5 separate regions of the Mus musculus genome follow, and regions 1, 2, 4 and 5 are each linked to region 3. A link is a contact called in public Hi-C data. All regions are on one chromosome and are shown on one strand. The core of a region is the stretch at or near the end of the contact, and the rest is flanking DNA. Distances in the headings are between cores, read along the strand shown.

What was found. Hi-C and Micro-C count contacts between places; a contact is called where the count stands out from the background.
Region 1: a Hi-C map of CD8 T cells shows a contact between it and region 3, with 4 times the contacts expected there. The contact joins the promoter of Foxj2 here to the promoter of 4933440N22Rik in region 3. A contact is called at or near these places in 5 of 484 Hi-C or Micro-C datasets (B cells, CD4 T cells, CD8 T cells and 1 more).
Region 2: a contact with region 3 is called in a Hi-C map of erythroblasts, with 5 times the contacts expected there. The contact joins the promoter of Tatdn2 here to the promoter of 4933440N22Rik in region 3.
Region 4: a Hi-C map of B cells shows a contact between it and region 3, with 6 read pairs. The contact joins the promoter of Ogg1 here to the promoter of 4933440N22Rik in region 3. A contact is called at or near these places in 1 of 39 promoter capture datasets (pre-B cells) and 1 of 484 Hi-C or Micro-C datasets (B cells).
Region 5: a contact with region 3 is called in a Hi-C map of myocytes, with 6 times the contacts expected there. The contact joins the promoter of Creld1 here to the promoter of 4933440N22Rik in region 3.

Annotation. Positions count from the first base shown.
Region 1 is chr6:122,818,934-122,821,633 of GRCm38.p6, reverse strand. It overlaps Foxj2 (forkhead box J2), which reads right to left and starts at 1,450. Exons shown (of 11, transcript NM_021899.3): 1 at 664-1,450.
Region 2 is chr6:113,695,694-113,698,393 of GRCm38.p6, reverse strand. Tatdn2 (TatD DNase domain containing 2) reads right to left here and starts at 1,344. Exons shown (of 8, transcript NM_001347356.1): 1 at 793-1,344; 2 at 277-687. The coding sequence starts at 681.
Region 3 is chr6:117,906,757-117,909,456 of GRCm38.p6, reverse strand. It overlaps 4933440N22Rik, which reads left to right and starts at 1,252. Exons shown (of 2, transcript XM_017321877.1): 1 at 1,252-1,353; 2 at 1,616-2,700. The coding sequence starts at 1,252. The coding sequence ends at 2,347. It overlaps Hnrnpf (heterogeneous nuclear ribonucleoprotein F), which reads right to left and starts at 2,675. Exons shown (of 4, transcript NM_133834.2): 1 at 2,618-2,675.
Region 4 is chr6:113,325,661-113,328,360 of GRCm38.p6, reverse strand. It overlaps Ogg1 (8-oxoguanine DNA-glycosylase 1), which reads right to left and starts at 1,385. Exons shown (of 7, transcript NM_010957.4): 1 at 999-1,385. The coding sequence starts at 1,135.
Region 5 is chr6:113,481,930-113,484,629 of GRCm38.p6, reverse strand. It overlaps Creld1 (cysteine-rich with EGF-like domains 1), which reads right to left and starts at 1,274. Exons shown (of 10, transcript NM_133930.2): 1 at 554-1,274; 2 at 53-135. The coding sequence starts at 727. Il17rc (interleukin 17 receptor C) reads right to left here. Exons shown (of 18, transcript NM_178942.1): 17 at 2,252-2,347; 18 at 1,467-2,133. The coding sequence ends at 1,511.

The sequences.
Region 1 (2,700 bases), core at 201-2,700, 4.9 Mb before region 3:
TAGGAAGACTCCAGCCCACCAAGGTGCATTGCCCTGACAGTTCCTTCTCATTCCAGGACATGTGCATTCGCATTTCCCTTTGGATTTTACACAGAGAGGCAGATATCCAGCCTGAAGTAGGGTTGTCAAAAGGGGCCTCCCTCCTGGTATCCAAGACAGAGTGGGCGGGGACCTGTCGCCAGTCAGGCAAGCAGTCATTGTAATAGACTGGAAAGAAGACGTCTGTTGAATATTAAACTGACTTAGGCATGCCCTGGACGATACAATACAATCCATAAAATGCCCCCACGACTGCAGGTCATTTACTGCAGGTCCAGTCACCAGAGGACAAGACCCAAAGATGGACAGTGCTGTGGGATTCTGACTGTGCTGTGTCCTGAGTTACTAACACCATGGCGTCCTGAAAACGCACCTGTTGTCTGTTCTCAGTCCAAAGCATCAACTTCTCTAGGGGCTGCAAATGACCCAACCCTTTGGACTCCAAAATCTTAAAAGGCCATTTCTCAGAGTCTCTGAAGCAACATGTGGGTTCCAGTGCAAAAGTTCCATCGGAAGACATTTCCCAGGGGTCTTTCTTCTTCCCTTCGAATGAACCCTAAGCTCCACCATTTCCGCTCCCCACACCTCCTGGTGTCTAAAGACTACAGAACGGAAAGCACTAACCTGTCTCCAAGGCTCCCCCCGCCGCTGGAGGAAACCACCTGGTACAGAAGTTTGAGGTTGCAGGGATTCCCCTCTTCAGAGGCAGGTGACAGGTGGCATCCTCAGTGACTCTTCCAGTGCCTGGCGGAGCCTCCCAGGCTGGAGCAGGGAACTGAGTCCCCTGAGGAAGAGGAGTCGAAGGAGGAGGAGGGGGAGAGGGAGGACCTACCTGGGGAAGATGGCACACCCCCCACCCCCTGCCTGCTACCCTAGGGAGGAGGGGAGGAGCCTCTCCCAGCCAGGAGTTGTCTCCTCCCCTTTGGGGGAATCCCCCTCCCCCCCCAAACTGGATCTTTCAGGGGCTGAGGGCTCTTTCTGTCAGTTGGAGATCTGAGTGGAGGGGCTCTGCCCCGGTCCACTGTCTAGGTGCACGGAAGTTGAGGGGCGAGGTCTTCTACTCTCCAGCAAACTGGAACCAATTCCTGGCGGTTCCCTGGAGGGTCCTGGCTTGTGCGTATCAGGACGCCTCTCCGCGGTGAGTCCCGGGTGGGATGCGGGGTGCCTACTCCACAGGCATGGCTCCCTTTCTCTCTGCCTCAAAAGTCCCAAACTGTCTGGAGTGCGCTGAGGCGTGAGGGAGGTCTCACTCCGGGTCCTTCAGGTCTCACTACCCTTCCCGACTTCTGGGGGTCTCCGCTGGAGCCACCGTGGGAGGGACAGCCGCGTGCCCTGCGGCGATCTCTTCTGGCTGTCCGGGGAGTAGGGAGGGTCCTCCCTCCCAAGGGAGAGGGAGCAGGTCCCGGCACAGGGTGTCCCGAGGGTGGGGTCCTCGCACTCCGGCTCCCGCCCGCCTGGCCGGCCGGCCTGGACAGCAGGGTCCCGGAGGCCGCGGTCCGGGCTCCCGTCACCCGCTGCCGGGCGGCAGCGCCTCCCGGGTCACGTCCCCCGTCCGCCGCGCTTCCCGGAGCGTGGGGCTCCCCGCGCTGCCACCTCTGAGGCTCCGACCGGTCGGGGCAGCCAGGAGCCGGCAGGCGGACGGAGCGCGTCGGGGCTCGGCTCGGGCTCGGCTCAGCTCCGCTGCAGGCCCCGGCTCCTCCCCGGCCTCGGCGCCGCGCTCCGCGCCCCTCCCCCTCCCGCCGCCGCGGCCGCCGCCTCCCGGCGCGGGTTAAGGAGGAGCGCGGAGCCCCGCAGCCCACGGGTCGCCGACCCTCCGTCCCGGGCACTGGCGATGCCAGCGTCCACGCTAAGGGCCACACACACCTCTCATTGTGCTGTGGTCTACGCCTAAGACAAGTATTCCCAGTTTTCTCAGAAACGCATTTGATGGCTCCTCTCTTTCTCTTCCAGACAGCTTATAAAGGGTTATAGGGCCGGGCGTGAAGTTAAAGTTTACTCTTATCCTGGAGGTCAGTGAAAGATTGGATCGAGGATGTATAAAAAGATAAATGAGTCTGTTATAGAGAAATGAGCATCGGGAAATGGGGTCTTGTGTTAGTTTCGGCTCTGCAAACTTGTGCAAGGCCCTAGTTTCTGGAAGCATAGCCTGTGAAGAAGGGACTATGATACTCTGGCCTGCCTACTAATATGGATGTCGCAGTCACCAAAGGAAATGATTTACGAGTTGCTTTTTAAAATGGTCTAGTACACAAAGGGTTCAAAGCATGATTATTCATTTCCCTTATAAAATGTCATTTTTTTTTACCTTTGTGCTAAAGTCAAGTGACATTTCTATAGACTATGTTATCCTGAGTGCCACAGGGAGATAGAATGGGCTCTCAGCACATCCCTCTACTTCTTACAGAATAATCTCCATCCTGGGACAGGAAATAGAACCAGGTTAGCCCATCTCTTACCTCCCCAGTCATGCTATTCCAGTACAAACTCTTAGGTATATCACCCTCTGGCTTACTTTTCTCCAATTGTGTTCTATTATAAAATGATAAGACAAAAGAAATTGTTCACTTGATATTTGAATTGCTCAAAAAGATGACAGTTTGATGACTCCCTGTAGAAAGAGATGTCATTTGTCTTCTGGCTAAATATATGCCTACTGCCATT
Region 2 (2,700 bases), core at 95-2,594, 4.2 Mb after region 3:
GATCCCTCCAAACTATCTATAATCACTCTCTCTGGGATGGCAGACCACAACCATTATCAGGCTTTCCTAGTAGTTCCAAATGCCACCAAGTTTGAAAACCCCCTCCATACTGAGCTCTACCCCTCAACACCCTCCCCCTCGCCCCCCCCCACACACACACCAGGCCCTCCACAGGAAAGATCTAATTTTTATTCTCTTCCCACCAAATGTCTTCTCTCCACCCCTCAAACCACGTGCAAGGGACTTCACTGTTTGCCAGACGTCGCTGCCACGTACCTTAACGCTACAAGCTTCCTTCCGTAGAGAAGCCATTTCTTCTAGAGAGGAGTGGGCAGGGTGCAGAGGGGACCCCTTGGACGTAAATAGTCTCCGAGGGCTCGCAATCAGGAAGCCAGGGGAAGCGGCCTCACCCACACCTGAGCCCGAAGAGAGAGAGGACGAAGAAGAGGAAGAGGAGGTGCGACGGCGGACTGAGCTCCGAGGAGCGCGGGCCACATCGTCCCCGCGCCGGACTTTCAGACGCTGGGGGCTGCTGGCCCCTCGAGGACGCGACGCACACCTGCGACCTGGCCGGCTGGAGGGGGCCACATTGCCGGGCTCCCGGGGGCGGCTGCGCTTGCTGGGACACCCTTCCGACGTGCTGCCCCAGTGATACTTGACCTTGCGCCGCTCCGACGCCATGGGCACCTGCCAGGGACAGAGGAACGACGATTGTAGCAGCAGCCTTGGCGGCTGCTCGCCTCACACCGCCGGGAAGCCGCTAGGGCAACGGCGGGAATCGGCCCCACTGACCTTTCCCGTTCCTGTCGTCTGCCCATTCCAGTGCTACGGGCTTCGGGGACGCCACAGCGCTCCGAGAAGCGTCCGCGGGCCGAGCGCCGAGCCCGAACAACGCGCAGCCCAAGTCCGCGAGCGCGGCTGTCAACAGCGCGCCACTCCCGAGACGCCGAGGCGCTTCCGGCGCGGCGCGGCGCGGTGCAGCGGTCTGCCTTCCGAAGCCCTGCGCGGGGGGCCGAGCGCGTGCGGAGCCGCCTTTTGGGCCGCACGCGCCCGCAGGCCCCGGACGCCAAGGGCGGGCCGCGGGCGGGGTGGCCGCTCGCCTCCCGCCGCCCCGTCCCGCCCCGGGCCTGAGGGAGCCACTGGCCTCCGGAGCCGCGCGCCGGAAGTCACCTCCGCTCCTCCAGCTGACCCGGCCCAGCGCCGCACCGCGCCCTCATCCAAGGCCTCGGCCCCGCCGCCTACTTCGCAACCTCGGCGTCAGCTCCGCGGAACCTGCCCAGCGGCCGGCGGCCGGCGTGCGGCAGGGGCGGAGCCGGCGTCAGGGACGGCGCCGATTGCTCCAACGGGAGAGGGGCGTGACTTCGGGCAAGACGGAGCGCGCCTGTTGGTCCGACGTTCTGGGGCGTGCCCCTACGCCTCACGAAGCTCTGTGGTTGGTTGGGAGCGATATGTGGCGGAGCTTCTCACGTGGCCCTGGATCCGCGCGAAGGGCCTGCTGGGGACGCCCGGGAGCCGAAAATACCGATGGAGGGTAACTTGGCGGGCCTCTTGGTACCGGACGCGCGTGCCAAACATTGTCACTCACTCACCTACTCACCCATCCCCCCTCCCCCTTTTTTTTTTTTTTTTAAAAAAAACAACGCAGGAAACTGTGGCTCGATAAAAACCAAGCGACACACCCAGAAAGTGACGGAATTGGGGTTAGCAGGCACAAGCCATACACACACAAAAAACAGAACCAGGCCTGCCGGATAGACCTGTAAAACCAACTGCTCAGGAAGAAGAGGCAGGACGATTGACAAAGTCCAGCCTAGACGTTTTAGAACCTGACTACAACTAAAAAAATTTTAATAGCGGGGGGTGGGGAGAACAGAGAGGTGCCTGAAGCAGCCATAGTAGCTCACATTGGTAATTCCATTTGGGTCGCTGAGGCTGGGGAACTGCTGAGTTCGAAGCCAGTTTGGGATAGCTAATGAGTTCCGATCAACCTAGGCTTCCGAGTGAGATCAAAAGAAAAGAAAAAAAAAGAGAGAGAGAGAGAAAGAAAAGAAGAGATATAACCCCACATCAAGAGAGCCGTAGGACAGAGGATCCAGAGTTCAAGGTCACCTCCTAACTTCTTGAGACCCTGTTTCAAACCTTCCCACACCAACCCCAGAAAAGGTAATGATTGCAGCTCAATAGCAGAGCACTTACAGGAGAAGCAAGCTTTTGATCCTAATCACCAAATTACCCAGGTGTCACACAAGTCTGTAAGTAATCGCAGCCCTCTGGAGGTGTTGGAGGGGAGGGTCAGGAATTCCAGACCAGCCTGTGACACTTAAAATGCCCCCGCCCCCCAGAACCAAAACAGTAAAGAAAAGAGTTTGTCCTACTACTTCATTCCCAGACTGCTCTTGGCCAACAGCTGTGGTGGCAAGAACTAAAGGCTCTCCACACTCAGCTGGCCTTCACTTTTTTTTTTTTTTTTAATTACCCAATGCAGGAGCCAAACCCATGGAATAGCACCTCCCATACTCAGAGTCTTCTGTCTTCAGTTCATCCTCTCGGTAAACTCCCTCCTAGTCACAGCCAGAGCATATCTAACTCCTAGAGGGTTGTTAACCCAAGTTCACAGTGAAGGTTAACCATCCCAGAAGCCATCTCTATTTGTTTGTGGGGTTTTTCTTTTTTTTTTGGGGGGGGGGGTGTCGTTTTGTT
Region 3 (2,700 bases), core at 3-2,502:
AGAGAACCCTGTCTTGAAAATCCAAAAAGAACAAAATAACCCCCCCCCCAAACAAAACCAAACATCTCAAAAGTACAAAATACAGCCAGGCGTGGTAGTGTACACCTTTAATCCCAGCAATTGGGAGGCAGAGGTGGGCGGATTTCTGACTTCCAGGCCAGCCTGATCTAGAAAGTGAGTTCCAGGACAGCCACAGCCAGGGCTATACAGAGAAACCGTGTCTCGAAAAACAAAAGAAAGCTGTTACACACACACACACCCCCTTGTATTAGCTGTGCTTCGTGATACATGCCTTTAATGCCAGCAATTCACAGCACTATGGAAGCAAAAGTAGGTGTGTTGCTTGAGTTTGAAGCCAGCCTTATCTAAATATACAGTAATTTTGCGCCAAGGCGTAATATAATAGTTAGACCCTACCTCAAGAAACAAGTAATCACTTTTGCATTTACTTTTAGATCCAGTGTGCCCAGGCCTTCCTTCAAATCAAACCATGAATCTTTTTTAAAAATTACTACAAAAACGGGCATAATACAGACAGAATGGGGCTGACAAAGCGTGCCTAAAGCCTGCCATGCCCAGTAACTACTAATGGGGTGTGGTCGAGTTAGTACTCCAATCTAGAGGTGGAGCTGAGTGATCTGGAATTCAAGGTCATCCTCTGTGGCTACATAATGATTTGTAACTTAAAAAAAAAAAAAAAGGCTGGTAAGACTAATGGCAACACGAGGGAGATAAGAAAAGCAGAAAGTTCAAAATTTAAGTCAGGATTTGGTCTGTAAGACTGTTCTCAACTGAGATCTACCTCCGAGCGCTGAGCGCAAAAGCATGCATAGCCACCCGGCGTACTCAAAAGTACTTCGACATTGTTCAATGGGCTAACGCACTTTTTGCCAGACCTTAGCTACCTGCGCTCAGTCTGAATACACAGATGGAAGAACTGAACCACGTTTTGACCTCCACTCCGCAGCACGAAGGGAAGAAAGACTTAAGTATTAACTATTTCCAGATATCGTCTGTCTTGTTCAACTAGAAGAATTAAATATTTAAACCACCCCCTGGACAGAGCGATAGATCATTGTGACAGGGACCCTCAATTCAATCCCAAGGACCCAGTGCTGGAAAAATCCATTTCTTCACCTTATCCCCTCACCTCCACGCACAAATAAACATTAAAGGAAACCGACTAAAATAAGCCCAAAAGTTCCGTAAACAAAACTGCCCAGGTTCAGGAGACCGATCCCGCACAGCCACATGGCGGCCACCCGCGCTCGCTCGCCCGCTTACTCCGCAGCCCGACTTGCAGGTAGGAAAGAGGCCCATTTGTTTGTTCCCGGACTGGCAGGGGCAGAAAAGGTCGCTGGGTGGGAGTCTTAGGGCACATGGGGCTGCCTCTCCGATCCCGCCGGGTCGGGAAGGCTCCGGAGAGCACGCGCCGAGGGAAGGCCGAGCGGGCCCACCTCAACTTTTCCCAGACACGTGAGGCTCCACAAACACAGCACAAAAGTGCTCGTAACTGCGGCTAAGGCCGACTAACCCACCTAGGCAAAGACTCCGCACCCCACACGCTAACACGATACCTCTGGGGGACGGGACCGGCGCAGACCGGTGCTCCTAGCTCCCGGGCCGCCACGAGGAGGAAGCGAGGCGCTCGGCTTCGCTCGGGCCGGGCGTGGGCGGTGGGCGGAGCCGTCCCGCCCAGTCTTGTGAAACTCCGGGCGCCTCGGGCCACGTGAGCGCCCGCTCGTCTTTCTCCAAACTACAACCACCGCCCGGGCCTGCCGGGGGGCCGCTGACAGAGCGTAAGCCGCGGTGGGTGAGAAGCGCTCCACCCTCACCCCCCCCCCCAATATCCCGCCGAGGAAGCCGCGCCTGCGGGCGGGGTGGGGGGGCGGCTCTGAGGAAAGCCGCGCTTTCTCCGGGCGGGCGTGGGCCGCGGCTGCGGTCTCCCAGGCCCTCCGCACACCTCAGCCCAGAGGCCCGGCCCTACCGACCGGACTCCAGCCCTCAGTCCCCGCTCCCCCGACCGCACACCTCGGCCACGCGGCCCAATCCCCGTCGAAAATGCGCTGAACTTCGGCTCCCGACCCCAAACCCCGGCCACGCGGTCCCCAGCTCCGTGGGCAGCCTCCGCACGGCTATGGCTGTGCGGCGGCCACCTCGGCCCCGTTCCTTCCGAGTCCGGATCCCACGCCCGCCATCCAACGCCCGCCGGGCCCAGGCGCCAGCACACCCCGCCGGCGGCCCTCACCTCCGGCTTCTCGGCTCCACGCTCCCACTCACATCCGGACCTCGCCGGCCCTCAGAGCACCTAGAGGAGGGTGGAACCCCGGGGACTTGGCAGTTGTAGCTGAGGCAGTTGAGGCTTGTTTACTGTCACCATGGAAACCCCCACAGGCGCGCTCGCGGGACGGCCTCAGCGGGGCGAGTCAACCGCGCGGCCGGCCTGCTCCTCAACTCCCGCCTGCCGAGCGCCAGCGGCGCCTCCGGAAGCCCTCCTGATCCCCGGTCCGCTCCCCGCTCGGCCCACGCCCCGAGCACCCGGAAACAGTAGCCCGGGGAGCCCACTTTCCCTTCCCACAGCCGGCGTGACCGCGGGCTGGCCTTCCCCGAACCCCACCTTCAGGAAGACGAGGCGCAGTCCTCCTTCCACGACGGAGCCGGAAGGATGCAAGACGGTGATGGGGCGGAGCCTCAGGCAGC
Region 4 (2,700 bases), core at 136-2,635, 4.6 Mb after region 3:
GCACCCCAACAGACAACCCTAGCATCGTTACCCATCTTGAACTCGTTAAGGTCCTTTCTGTTTTACAAATGTCCCACCTGTAAACTGACTAATTAGTTATAAATAAAAGTGGTATGTCTTCTTTCTTTTTCTTTCTTTCTTTTCTTTCTTTTTCCCCGAGACAGGGTTTCTCTGTGTAGCCCTGGCTGACCTGGAACTCACTCTGTAGACCAGGCTGGCCTCAAACTCAGAAATCTGCCTGCCTCTGCCTGCCAAGTGCTGGGATTAAAGGCATGTGCCACCACTGCCCGGCTAGTTTTCTTTCTTTCTTTCTTTTTTAAGATTTATTTATTTATTTATTTATTTATATGTAAGGACACTGTCCCTGTCTTCAGACACACCAGAACAGGGCATCAGATCTCATTATGGATGGTTGTGAGCCACCATATGGTTGCTTGGAATTAAACTCAGGACCTCCAAAAGAGCAGTCAGTGCTCTTAACCACTGAGCCATCTCTCCAGCCGCCCCCCCCCCCCCCCCCGCTAGTTTTCATCTTTTTGTTTGTTTGTTTTTTCGAGACAGGGTTTCTCTGTATAGCCCTGGCTGTCCTGGAACTCACTTTGTAGACCAGGCTGGCCTCAAACTCAGAAATCCACCTGCCTCTGCCTCCCGAGTGCTGGGATTAAAGGCGTGTGCCACCACCCCCGGTGTAGTTTTCATCTTAAAAATAAAAAAGAAGCGGTACTGGGGATTGAACCAAGAGCCAAGTGCGTGAAAAGCAAGCACTCTTATTACTGAGTGCATCCCTCAGCTTCCCCCACTGATTTTTATTGCATGGTCCTCATAATCCTGCACAGTCATCACCTCTACTTCCTAAAGAAGGTTAAAAGGCAAACCACCGGTGCTTAGACTCCAAAATGTACTCTCATCTATTGCTCCCAACATTCTCTGTATCCCGAGTGGGCAGCACTGAGAAGTCAACATCCTAGGGAACAGTCCTCCCAAGTGCAGTCACTCACCGGAAGGACTGTCCAGAAGCTAAAACCAAGTCCAGACGCAGCTCAGAGCGTGGACACGGGATAGAGGCCCAGAGGGCCGGGCTGGAGCTTAGGGTGCGATGTCTCATGCTGCTAGGCAGCCAGGAACGGAATAACATTCGGCTAGCAGCCCCAGCCCATTACGGCACTGTCCAATCAGAACTCGACTTTCCCAAGTCCTAAAGCCTCGCACACAAGTGACCACACACACCGGGAGTGTAGCACCGTGGGTCCTAGCTTATGGGTCCGGTGTAATTTTAATTTGAGTCCCTGTTGAATGAATTTCCCTCTCCTCGTAGGAAAGCCTCTCGCACACCACCAAACCCCTAAACGCCCCACTCCGCTCTCCCGTGCAGCACGCCCCGCCTCTTCCTCCGGACGTGGCCCCGCCCCCAGGACCTCCCGGCGCGCGCCTCCTCCTCCTGCGCAGCCCTCGAGGTTTGGAAAGGCGCGCCAGTATGGTTCTTCCGGGTCCCAGTTTACTCCCACCGGAAGTAGATCCTTGCTCCCGCTTATTTGACCCTAGAGGTAGCCAATCCGAGAAGAAAGTACGAAGCACCAATGAGAACTCGGGAGTGCCGGAGTGGGCGGGCCTGTGAGGTGGGAGCGGTTGGCCTGCTGGCCTCGCTGCTTGGCGATTGGCTGCCAGAGACCCGGCTCTGCCATTTCAGGGCTTTCGGTGCAATCTCAGGGCCTGCCTGCAACTTCTCGTGCTGGCCCGCACTGGAGCCACATCATTGCGGGGCGTAGTGGTACACACCGGTCGTCCCAGAACTCGGTAGGCAGAGGCGGGAGGCACGTTTGAAGCTTAACTAGGCTGGGCTTCATGGCGAGACTCTGTCTCAAGAAATAAACCGAAAGAATCTCATCCTCCCCTGCTCAAGCCTTTCTCCACCGAGCCTCTTCTGAGGCAGTGATTTTTCAGCGCTGTCCCCTCCACGTCTTGTCAGGAGGCCCCGAATGCGCCATCTCGGGCTTCCCAGGCTTCAGAGGCCAGTCTCAGGTTTGCTCGCCCTGGCTACAGCCTGCGGCACAGCTACCCGCTCCAGTCCGAGCGTGGAGAGATGGGCTTTCTTTGGAGTTCACTCCGTCCAAATGCCAGTGTGTGGCTCTAGGCAGCCTAAGGGACCAACACAACCAGCACCAGCCACCTTGTTCCAAAAAGGACTATATCATTTATAATTTTTTAAGACAAAAAAAGAATGCTTAGGCTAAGAAATATGAACTTCAGCCGGGCAGTTATGGCGCATGACTTTAATCCCAGCACTTTGGGAGGCAGAGGCAGGCAGATTTCTGAGTTTGAGGCCAGCCTGGTCTACAGAGTGAGTTCTAGGACAGCCAGGGCAACACAGAGAAACCCTGTCTCCAAAAACAAACAAAAAAAGAAAAGAAAAAAAGAAAGAAAGAAACATGAACTTCGGACACTAGTTTGACACACTAGGGCATTTTCCATCAAGCAGAGAAATTTTCGGGTTGTGCCTAAATTATTGGACTACAGACTCAAGGGCAGGGCTGGATGCTGATTAGTGTGTGTGTGTGTGTGTCTACAGAAAGGCACAGCACACCTGCTAGAACACTATTAACCAACATCAAACAAACTGGGTCTTTTGTCTCAGTTTCATTAAGCAGTAGCTGTAAGGCTCTCAGCATCCATGTTTTACTGTGATTACCTCATCTAAAGGCA
Region 5 (2,700 bases), core at 25-2,524, 4.4 Mb after region 3:
TCATCAACAGAAACCCAGAGTTGGGGTAGATACCCTGCCCCCACCTTCTTACCTGTCTTTGTATTTGGACAACTTCTCTTCCTCCCAGGCCGTGTTTCCACCCCCGAAGTTGTCCCGGATGGTTCTCTCCAGGCCCTGCATATGGAAGAAATTAGGAATATCTAAGTACAGAGCTAGACACATTCATTTGGATTTTTTATTAGTTTGTTTTTTGTTTTGTTGTTGTTTCTGAAACAAGGTTTCTCTGCATAGTCCTGGCTGTCCTGGAACTTGGTCTGTAGACCAGGATGCCCTGGAACTCAGAGATCCACCTGCCTCTGCCTCCCCAGTGCTGGGACTAAAGGAATGTGCCGGCACTCCCGGCCTAACATTCTAACATTTCATTATTTTATGTTATTGACCAGAAAACTGAGGCACTGTGACACACCTTACCCAAATGCCATACAGTTAAAGCCAGCAACCCACACTGGGACTAGACACCATGCAGATTTGCAGAGAGAGCTCCCTGCTCTCCAATAATGGGCCCCTCCCTCGTGGCTATTAGTGCACCCACCTTGTTGAAGTTGTCCACCAGTGCCCGGCAGGTATGACACGGATGGGGCTCAGCTCGGGGAGAAGGATGGGGAGGAGGAGAGGGTTGGAGCCAGACAGGTCCTGGGAGGCTCAGAAACAGGCTCAAGCACCAGAGCAGAGATGGGACCAGGCCCCTTGGGGGCAGTGGAGCCATCTTTTCCCAGGCTGGGGACGTGCAGATAGAGGGCAGGGGGAGGGTTCACTGGAGAAGCCAGGCTGTAAGGGAGGAAAGCGAGGCGCCTTGGGGCTCAGAGCCCCAGACCTACGTAATTACAAAACGAGGATAAACTGGGGTAGTGGAAGCAGAGGCGCTGGAAGGGGTGAAAGAGCCTAATCTACGATTCCAGCAGAGAAATTATTTCTCCGTTACCGTAGGGGGAGGTGGCCGGGATCGCGGGCAAAAGAATAAGCGTCAGCCCATTGTTTTAGGGTCTCAGTGAGTTATTAGGGGCCAAAATTAGAGAGAGGGTTGGATCCCAAAATATTCCGAGAGAAAGGCGGATGGGCGGTCCTGGAGGAGGAGCCCGGATCCGGATATGAAGAGAAGGGGTCAAGTTCAGAGCCTCTTTGGGAGATGGAGGCACAGCCTGAAACAGGACTGGGAGGATCCAAACCCTGCTAGACCTTAGAGGAGGAGGGAAAAAAAAAAAAAAAAAGTCCCCGCCTCCGCCCCGGGCGCTGTGGGCCGAGTCGCCTCAAAGCCACCGCCTCCGTAAAAAGTACACCCTTCTTCAACGCCGCAGTCCGGAGGGCGGGGCCTTCTCCCAGCCAATTATGGAAAGCCATGTGCCATGGCGTCACCCTACACTAGCCAACCAGAAGCGGCTCCGGGCTGCACCTGTCCGGGCTTTAAAGGGCAGCGGGGTTAAAGGCTCTGTTAGCGGGTCCTCGGAACAGATACACGAGTGCTACTTGGTTAGGAATACTGTATCGGCTTTTATTCTAGTGTAGTGCAGGGTCCCAGGTCCCATTCCTCGCAGCAGCCTGGGGCTTCCGAGCTAGAAGTACAGCTGTCCAGGGCGGACCGCAGCGCCTGGGTCACTCGTTCCACCCGGTCCGCGGGTCGCCCCGCGGAAGTGGAGCAGCCTCCCTGCAGTGCATCCAGGAAAGCCGGCAGCTGCGAGGGCAGGGAGAAGAGCGGGGCGACGCGGAACGGGGAGGGCACAGAGTCTGGGTGCAGCAGCCCGTCGAAGTAGACCCCGACGTAGCGGCCGGTCGCCCGGCCTTGCAGGAAATCGGGTAGCACGCAGCTGAGCCAGGCGGCGAGGGCGTCATGCGGCCCGGGCTCCACTGTCTGGAGCTGCAGCCACTGCTGACACTGCGCCACGGCCGCGGGCGAGAAGAGAAGGATTACCACGCCACCCTCCTGCAGGATACGGCGTCGCTGGTGGTGGAACCAGGCTAGGGCTCCGTGCGCGCTCAGCTCGCGGCGGCTCCACAGGTCCACGGCCACGCGCAGTGGCATCTGGCTCAACGCGGACGCCAGTGCTCCCACCAGACGCTCGTAGCCCGCTCCGTCGGCGGAGTGGAGGAGCAAGGCCGTGCGGGAGCCACGGGCCGCTACAGGGATAGTGGAGCCTGTGAGGGTGAGCCCGGACCTGCCTTCCCTCCACCCAATTGAGCCCCAGCGCCACTGTTTGAGACTGTCCTTGGGAAACCAGGACAGGAAAGCACTCACCTTTCCTGCGGTCCTTTTTTAGAAGGAGGAAGAAGAAAAGCGCCGCAGCCAAGAGTAGGCAGGCCAGCCATACTAGGACCCAGCGCCTGTGGATGTCTGGAATAGACAGGGGAAAATAATGGGCTAGTAAGAAACCTTTATCTTTTACTCCACCTTATCGGAGGAGAAAAAAAATGAGTCTATATACATGAAGTGATCTGCCCCAAAGTCGCATTTGTCAGAGCCCACGCACTGAAAAAGCTCCATGTGTCTCTGTGACCTGCCTCCGTTTCCATGCCTGTAAATATGGACAACAGCATCAAGTGCATTCAGATTGCAGCTGATATTGCCCCTGAAGCCTAGGGTTACAGGCCCTTAATTTTGCTGTCTTGCATGATTGCAATAGCCCCTATCTTTCCGCTTACAGTCCATTCACTCTATGGGGAACCACCAAGATCTGTTTAAAATAG